2 separate regions of the Ovis aries genome follow, and region 2 is linked to region 1. The links are chromatin contacts, called in public Hi-C maps. All regions are on one chromosome and are shown on one strand. Each heading gives the region's core, a stretch centred on a gene start, on an enhancer-like site or on the middle of the called end of the contact. The rest is flanking DNA. Distances are from core to core; before and after follow the strand shown.

Evidence for each region. A called contact is a pair of places that touch in the nucleus more often than the background predicts.
Region 2: a Hi-C map of blood shows a contact between it and region 1, with 1.9 times the contacts expected there. The contact joins the enhancer-like site here to the promoter of PDE3B in region 1. A contact is called at or near these places in 4 of 16 Hi-C or Micro-C datasets (all in blood).

What each region holds. Positions count from the first base shown.
Region 1 is chr15:37,839,063-37,843,464 of ARS-UI_Ramb_v3.0, forward strand. PDE3B (phosphodiesterase 3B) reads right to left here and starts at 1,796. Exons shown (of 14, transcript XM_042233027.2): 1 at 753-1,796. The coding sequence starts at 1,730.
Region 2 is chr15:37,895,557-37,899,958 of ARS-UI_Ramb_v3.0, forward strand. No RefSeq gene overlaps it. Among named protein-coding and RNA genes, the nearest start is that of PDE3B, 57 kb to the left of the region's middle. Within about 2 kb of position 2,000, at least 14 of the 54 cell types and tissues checked have an H3K27ac peak or open chromatin away from gene starts, as enhancers often do.

The sequences.
Region 1 (4,402 bases), core at 546-3,045:
ATGATTTCAATTCCTTAAAAAAAAAAAGTAAACCTACAGGAAAATAAATTGTAAATGTTTTTGGTATATTTCCAAACATTACTAAGACTAAAGGTTAAATTGTTACAACATTCTCCTAATTATGCAACAAACACACAGGACCAAGAGTTAGTCTGTAAAAGATTATATTAGCTTCTTACTGCTGAAATTTGGGGTGGGGGTGGGGGAAGAAACCTCTTAAAATTATCCCCAACGGTCTTTTCATCTAAGTTAACAAGTCTCTGTTCCAAAACTCATCACTTTTCTATTAATTGTAAGACCTAAGATTTGTCCTCTCTATTATCAAGAATAATGAAATCACCCTGATTAAAATTCGCACATCTATATATTCACTCATTCTAACGGCTGTATGTTATCTTTGAGGGAAACAGCACCATTATTACAGCAACAAATAAATGACACCAAAATTACATTCTTCAAATAATTCGCTCCATTCTTGAGAACGCATCTACTGCATAAACAAACTCTTTAAAAAGTGTAGCATGCTTAGTCTGCTATTTCATTTCTATTCAAAGATAAATGGTATTTCTGCGTTTTTTTTGTTTTTCTAAGCTTCCTGTATTTTAGGAGTTATTTCCAGAATAAAACTTTTCTTTTTTCTTTTTTTTACCCTGGAAGTAAACAAGCTTTCAAACGCACTAATTCAATTCGGGAACTGAAGCGATAAAACCGCCCTCCTTTCCTTAGCAAACCTTGCCTTTCTGGAAACATACCTGTTCTCTCGAGATGCAAGGCAAAGAAGGTCTCCTGAACATTTTGCAACTGCCATAGTAACCGCCTGAAGTTTCTCCGAATGACACGCAGCTGGACCTCCTCCGGGGTCTGATCACAGGCACTTTTTCTTCCGCGGTACTGGACAACTGAGGTTGCTGGGGAGCTTCCCTGATTTGAAAGAAGTGATCCAGCCCCAGGGCCAGCAGGCAGCCGACGCCCCCCACCAGGCAGGACAGCAGGGGCCGGAGGGCTGGAGGCAGCGCCCCAAGGCTGGTGAAGGACACCCACCAGACGAAGCTGGAGAAGAGCAGCACCACGATGCTGTGCCGGAGCCTCCCCGGCTGCGCGAGCGTCAGCAAGCCCACGCAGCTCAGCACCAAGAACCACCGGCCCGCCACCGCTGGGGGTGTGTGCGGGACCGGGGCCCCGGCGTCTCCGTCCCCCCGAGACCAGGATTCCCACTGCCCCACCAAGAAGTCCCCCAGGTAACAGCAGGCGGGGAGTGCCAGCAGCCACCAGGAGCCGCCGCCGCTCCGGCCCGGCCCGGCGCCCCGCTTGGTCCGGGTCAGGAAGCAGGTGAGGAAGAAGAAGGCACAGGCGATGCTGAAGAGGGGGCTGAGGCTGTGCGAGCAGACGCTCAGCAGGGTCCGCAACCGGGCGGCCCCGGCAGCCCAGCTCTCGGGCCCCGAGCCGAGCAGCAGGGCGAGGACAAAGGCGGCCAAGGCGCCCAGCGAGAGGCGCGCCCGGGAGAAGGGGGAGCCGCGCCGCGGCTGCTGAGGGGAGGCGGGCGGCGGCAGCAGCAGCTCCACGTTGCAGAAGCGGCAGAGGTGGAAGAAGAAGCCGCGCGGAGGGTCCTGCCGCAGGGGGCTCACGCAGCCCTTCACGTAGCCGTTCCTCACACTCTCGGGGGGCGAGGCGGCCCCGTCCGGCGGCGGCGGGGACCGCATGGCTTTGGCGTCTCGCTCGTCCCTCCTCATGGCCGGGACGCCCGGTGGCCGCGGGGGCTCGGCACGCCCCGCTCGGACCGCAGCGGCCGCTCGCGCTCCCTCCCGCCTGGCCCCCACGCTCGGAGCGCCCCCCGGCTCGGCGGCGCGTCAGGGCTGCGCCCGCCGCCGCGGCCCGGGGTCCCCGCCGCGCGGGTGGAGGAGCGGCGGGGTCCGGGACATGCTGGCTGAGAAAGAGGGGCGGAGGGGGGCTCCTCTCCGGGACTTCGGCGGCCGGACCCCGCCCCCTTCCTGTTCCCCCGGGCACTTCTTGGGACTGGAGCGTCGGCGTCGCCTCCCGGCTCCCGCGGGCTGCAACAGTTACCTCTCGGCCCCAGCCTGGTCCGTTGGGCGCGCGAGCGGCGGGCGGGCGCTCCTCCCCCGCCGCTGCCCCGGCCGGGTGCGCGCCCCGCCCGCCCGCCCGCCTGCGCGCGCCCGCGCCCCGGCCCGTCCGGCAGCCCAGGGCGCCGCCGCTCCTGCCGGCCGCCTGCCCCGTCGCGGGCTGGGGACCCCAGCCGTCTCAGCGTGCCCAGACTGGGGAGAGCGCGGCTTGCGGCCGCCCGGAGACCGATCTAGGTTGGGAGGGATGGGAGGGATCCTTTTCGGATAGAAAGGGGCAAGCCCGCCATCCTGGGATCCCCCCAGGCACTCAGGTTCCTTTGGGGTAAGTCACAGACCTCAGGCAAGCTCCGACAGGTCACCACGGGGGGCGTAGGGAAAGAGGGCGCTTATGGTCCCCAAGGGGAGTGCCCAGTAGAGAAACCGAGTTGAGGTGGGGAGGCGACGGGTCCCGCCTTTACTCCCATTCCAGTTTGGGGTGGACCCTTGGGCTGTCCGAGCCGAGCTGCGACCTGGTAAGTGCCAGTCCCCACCAAAGTCATGGGGAATAAGCCTTGATCACTGTGGCTAGGTCTGTCCTCAACAGGAGCGTGGATTCTTGGGCCATGCAGCAGGCCCTTGCAGTGGCGCTTTAGGGAGGAGCACGCACGTGGAGCGTTCCCTGGGAGCATCCTAGTCGGTATTACCGAGTTTGTCTTCCTCAGGGAGGAGCTACCGTCCCATCGTCCCTGCACCCTTGCCAAACTAACAGTGGGTCCACATCTGTTTCTGCCTCAGCAAGCATGGAAAATCTGTTGTCGAAAAGATCTTCCCACATTGAAGGCTTTTCTCTGTAACTACATATTGGGGGTGGAGGGAATGGGAGGATTAGGAGTTCACTCCAAGACCATTGCCAGGTTTGGATCAGTTGGCCGTAAAAGAAGCCAAATAAGATGCTATCTGTGAATTACTGATGAAACTAGCTACATGTGGGAAACACGGACTCGAAAGCGGGAAAAACTGCTGTATGGAAGGGACTGCTCTGGAATCTCACCAATCATAACTACCTTAGTGACTGAACTGTGTTTCCCTCCTCCAAAACTCTCCCTTGCACCTCATGACAGGCCTGCATTTCTCAAAGAGCTAATTCCACATTTTTCCAGGGAGATGTGAAACCTTACTGTGTGGTAAATCCCACAAACAGGCCCATTTTTCACCAATTAATCTTTGCCCACAGCCAAGACCATTTTTGTATATGGTCATAGTTCACATGCATAGCAGAAATCACAGTGAAATTAGCACAAGAATTGGACCAAGATGAAAAAAGACCAGAATTTTTGTCTGCCTCTTAGATAAAGGAAAAAATATGTAATAGAGTTTTCAAATTAATTACTCAAATGCTTGCCCTAAGAGATGAAAATCCATGGGGTCTTTTTTTTCACCAGGACAGTTGAAATTCTTTTTAAAAATATCTCATTTCAACAGAACTCTGCAAATACATTTTAAAATGTATTTAAAAATAAACAGGACTCATCATTACCAGTCAAAGAGTAAATTAGGAAGCTTGATGGATACATTTTGAGCTTGTACAGAAGGGTATGGCAAGCTAGTGTCAGCATCACTGAAATGCCCATTATAAATTCTCATTGGAAATAATAAATTGCTCTGGTATAATAAATTCAGATTAAAGTTTTTGTTAATAAATACAGTTGTTATTACTGTTGTTTTAAAAGCTTAGGTTATCATCTGAAGTAGGATAAGCATGGTAATGGAAATAGTGGTAAACTAGAAATCCATTTCATTGTTTCTAGTCATGGCCCAGCCATTCATACCCCAGCATTAAGCAAGTCATGTAACTTTTACAGGCCTCAGTGTCCACAGTTATAAAGTGAAGCAATTTCATTTCGATGATCTTAAAATCACTTCCAGTTTTAAAAAGCTGTGATATATAGGCATTTTTAGGATCCAAGTATTGCTAAGAGTAATAAATAAGGCAGAGCACCAAAGAATTGATGCATTCAAACTGTGTTGCTAGAGAAGACTCCTGAGAGTCCCTTGGACAGCAAGGAGATCAAGCCAGTCAATCTCAAGGGGAATCAACTCGGAATACTCATTGGAAGGACTGAAGCTGAAGCTTCAGTATTTTGGTCATCTGATGCGAACAGCCAGCTCATTGGAAAAGTCCCTGATGCTACGAAAGACTGAGGGCAGAAAGAGAAGAGGGTGTCAGAGGATAAGATGACTGGATGGTATTACCCATGCAGTGGACATGAACTTGGGCAAACTGAGAGATAGAGGGGGACAGGGAAGCCTGGCGTGCTGCAGTCCATGAGATCGCAGAGTTGGAC
Region 2 (4,402 bases), core at 750-3,249, 57 kb after region 1:
AGTTCATTCTTTTAAAGAATGGGGGCGTGGGGGCACTTCCCTGACGATCCAGTGGTTTAGAATCCACCTTGCAATGCAGGGAACATGAGTTCGATCCCTGATTGGAGAAATAAGATCCCACAGGCCATGGAGCAATTAAGCCCGTGTGCTGCAAATACTGAACCCTTGTGCTCCAGGAACCACAACTAGACAGTCCATGAACCACAATGAAAGATTCCGCATGATGCACCAAAGCTCCCGTGTGCTGCAACTAAGACCCGATACAGCCAACGAACAAGAAGAAGAATGGGGCTGGCTATGGGAGTAAGTGTCTGATAAGCTCTCAGTTCTGTGGTTCTAATTAAAACACTACAAAATCTTCATGACTATATTAATAATGATAACCTTGGTAGATGGTTCAATGGCAGCCCCCCAAAACTTATGTCCGTGTCCTTGTATCTGGCCCCCTGATTTGGAAAGAGTCTTTGCAGTTGTAATTAAGGATATTGAGATGAGATCAGCCTGATGAATGTCCTCATCAGAGACAGAAGAGAAGAAGACAGGGACCAAGAAGAAGGAAGAGATTGAAGCGACGTAGCACAAGCTGAAGAACACCTGGAACCCCCAGAAGCTGAAAGAGGAAAGGAAGGCTTCTCCCCCAGAGCCTTCAGAAGTGTGGCCCTGCCGACACCTTGATTTCAGACTTCCGGCCTCCAGAATGATGAGAAAATAAACGAGCTGGTGGTTGTTTTACCACCAGGTTCATGATCATTTGTTACAGCATGCTTAGGAAACTTGGACAGCTTATTTCTAATAAGTTGTACGTGAAAGTCACTTTTCAGAGGGAAGACAAGTTTCAAAACTTCTACCATTCTATAAATGCAGTGAAGTGAAGTGAAGTGAAGTTGCTCGGTCGTGCCCGACTCTTTGCGACCCCATGGACAGTAGCCTGCACCAAGCTCCTCTGTCCATGGGATTTTCTAGGCAAGAGTACTGGAGTGAGTTGCCGTTTCCTTCTCCAGGGAATCTTCCCTACCCAGGGATCGAACCCAGGTCTCCCGCATTGTAGACAAATGCTTTACTGTCTGAGCTAAATGGTAGAATGCAAATGAATTTGGGTAAGTTAACAACCTCTCTGAGCCAATTTTCTCCACCTAAAAGCATGGAAATAGTAATCATGTCATCACAGAGTGTTTAGATCAGCAGTCCCCAACCTTTTTGGCATCAGGCACAAGTTTCATGGAAGACAGTTTTTCAGTGGACCTAGGTGGGGGTGGGGGGATGTTTTCAAGATGATTCAAGTGCATTACATTTACTGTGCGTTTTATTTCTATGACTTATTACATCAGCTCCATTTCATATCATCAGGCATTAGTTCCCAGAGGTTGGGGACCCCTGGTTTAGATTATTAAATGAAATAAATGATACCCAGCACCCAATTAGCAAAAACAAACAAACAAACAAACACAGGTGGTCAAAGATTTATCCATTTGAGAATAGGACCCAACACATACTACAGAGACATCCTGGGGAAACAAGGTCTCTCAGGAGACAGCCAAAAAGGTTCGCATGCAGAGTCCTGGCCTATGTCAGTCACATTTACATGTAACCACTTAGACCCATCTGGTGTCAGCTCTTGCTCTCACCAGCTAACCACTGCCCTCTCCCTCAACCTTCTCTACTTCCTGTTTACGTAGATTGCTGCTTCCTGGCCAAGGGAACTGAACAGTTTCAGCCAGACTGCTTTTCCCCTGGAACTATGCCAAGACTACCTTCTCTGCTTTCCTTCTTTTCATTCTGCTTTCTTCTTGTTTTAGAAGCCATCACATTAATGAGCACAGATTGCTTGCGGCTCTGAGCAATCCACAGCAAAGCAGTTGCTCCTCTTCCTGGCTGTTGGACTGAATCAGATGGACATGAGAAAAAAACATAGCAGGAATTACATAGCCATGAAGAAATTGGTCCAGCCCTGCTTGCCTCAGCCTCTTCAGGCTATTGATACTGAGGCTTTTTTCATTCAGCTGTGCTGGTCACAATGCCTCCACTCCCAGGCCTAGCCCTGACCTGTTTGTGTGAAGCTGTCCTGACCACAGCTGGCAGGACAGCAGTGAATCGAACTTGACCAGAACACCAGAGTGGGAGGTTGCCCAGAGAATCTAATTTGTGATTCTCAAGGTGAAATAAATGTCCAAATCATCTGAGAGGCTCTTTCAAAACAGAAAACAAACAAACATTTAAAACTGGAGGATAGTAAAAATAAAATTTAAAAATAAAATAAAATAAAACTGGAGGATAGGCATGGATATTTTGGGGGGGGGGGGAAAGGCAGGTGAAAATGATTTCCCCCACAACTCCAGGTTATCATTCTTTTTTAAAAATTTATTATTTATTTATTTTTGACTGCACCGAGTTTTTATTGTTATGTGCAGGCTTTTCTCTAGCTGCAGTGAGTGGGGCGACTTTCTTGTTGCAATGTAAGCTTCTCACTGCGGTGGCTTCTCTTGCTGCGGAGGTGGGCTCTAGGGGGCTCAGGCTTCAGTAGTTGCGGCACGTTGGCTTAGTTGCCCTGTGGCATGTGGAATCTTCCTGGACCAGGAATTAAAACCATATCCCCTGCATTGGCAGACAGATTCTTATCCACTGGACCATCAAGGAAGTCCCAGGTTTATCATTTTTAACACAGGAGATGACAATATGGACTCTCATCTGACTGGATTCAAATTTTAGCTTTGCCACCGATGAGCTGTGTGACATTGCACGTGTTACTTAACTTCCTTGTGCCTCAATTTCCTTTCCTGTAAAATAGCAGTAATAATACCTCCCTTCACTCATAAAAAAGGAATATATGAGTTGACAAGTTAAAAGCACTTAAGGCTCTATTAGTGCTTGCTAGTTGGCAGTAAAAAGAGGAAGTTGATACAGTATGAAATGCTTTAATGAGTTATTTGAAGATGATGCAGGTAGAGGAGGTGGTGGAGTTCAGGGTACGACAGTGGAAGTGGAGGCAGTGGAGGGTGAACAGAAGACTGTCATTGGAAGGAGAAAGTTTGGAGTAGTAGAAAAGCAAGTACTGTCTGGAACTAGAGTGCCTGAATTGAGATCCTGCTTTCTCCACTAAATAGCAGAACAACCACCAGCAGATCTGTTTCCTCATCTATAAAACGGAGATGGTAGTAACAGTGACCAATCTTGCAGGACTGTCATGGAATTCCATGAGTTAATACAGGATATGTTCATTTCTTAGGCTAGTGATTGGCACAGAGCAAGTGTTAACTCTTATCCTTAATGTTTTAGCTGGAGATGAGAAGGTCAAAGAACTGAGGGGCCGATTGTTAGCTGGACACTGGCATCATCTGAGATGATGGCAAGGTTTGAGGTAAACAAGAACACCGTGAGCCTGTTCACATGAATGAGTGTTCAATAAGCAAGTGAGATGACTAGGAGGCTGGTAATAAATCTGTAAGGAGGAGGAGCATGACCATAGCCAAATGCACTAGCCTCCAAGTGGCTGAGTCTTTCACAAGAGTGTGGAAACGCTTACAGGGAGCAAAGAGGACCCTAACATCATATCCTGGCCCTGAAAAGAGCAAATAAATGAAGGCCAAGAGGTAGAGGGAACTGTCAGAGAAGGGGCTGAGGCTCTAGGAGAGTTTCCTGCCTAGGGAGGGACAGTCCAGATGGAGTGAAAGGAGTCGGGAAGGTGGAGAAAGAAAGGGGGGGCTCACATTTGCTATGCATCACAGTGAAAGTTCTATGGACCTTCAATGGTCTAGACCAGCACTGTTCACTAGAATGTCAAGCAGTCATGGAAATGTTCTGTATCCCCACTGTCTGATACAGTAGGCCTATGTGGCTACTGAGCCCTTGAAATGAAGCCTGTGTAATCAGTGTTCTTCAACAATCACTGAGGGATTGGAAGATGCAGAATCCCAGGCCCCAGTTTCATACACTGAATTAGAACCTCTCCAGTTTGGCCCAAGGCTTTATCCCAGAGATCCCCAGGCAGACAGCCAAGTTTAGACTGTGCTGCAAGATCTAAGGAGGCTGGAAAAAATGGGAATCCTTGTGGGTTAAATGGCTATCATATAAGGTCTGATTTGAGAAGTTTGAAACCTTTTATCCTGAGTGACTCTGATACTTTTTACTTTGAAACTGTTTGGCTTGGTTGATACAAGAAAATTTAAAACTAAAAGAATATAACAGTAGAGAAACTAGTATTATGTTAAAGGTTAATACATACTAGTGTTCCTATTGACTGGCAGGTTTTTACCACTAGCACCACCCTGGGTTGGGAAGTGCCAACCCTGAAGGAGGGCATAGCAACCGCTCCAGTATTCCTGCCTAGAAAATTCCATGGACAGAGGAGCCCGGTGGGCTCCTGTCCACAGGGTCGCAAAGAGCCAGAGACAACCGAAGCGACACA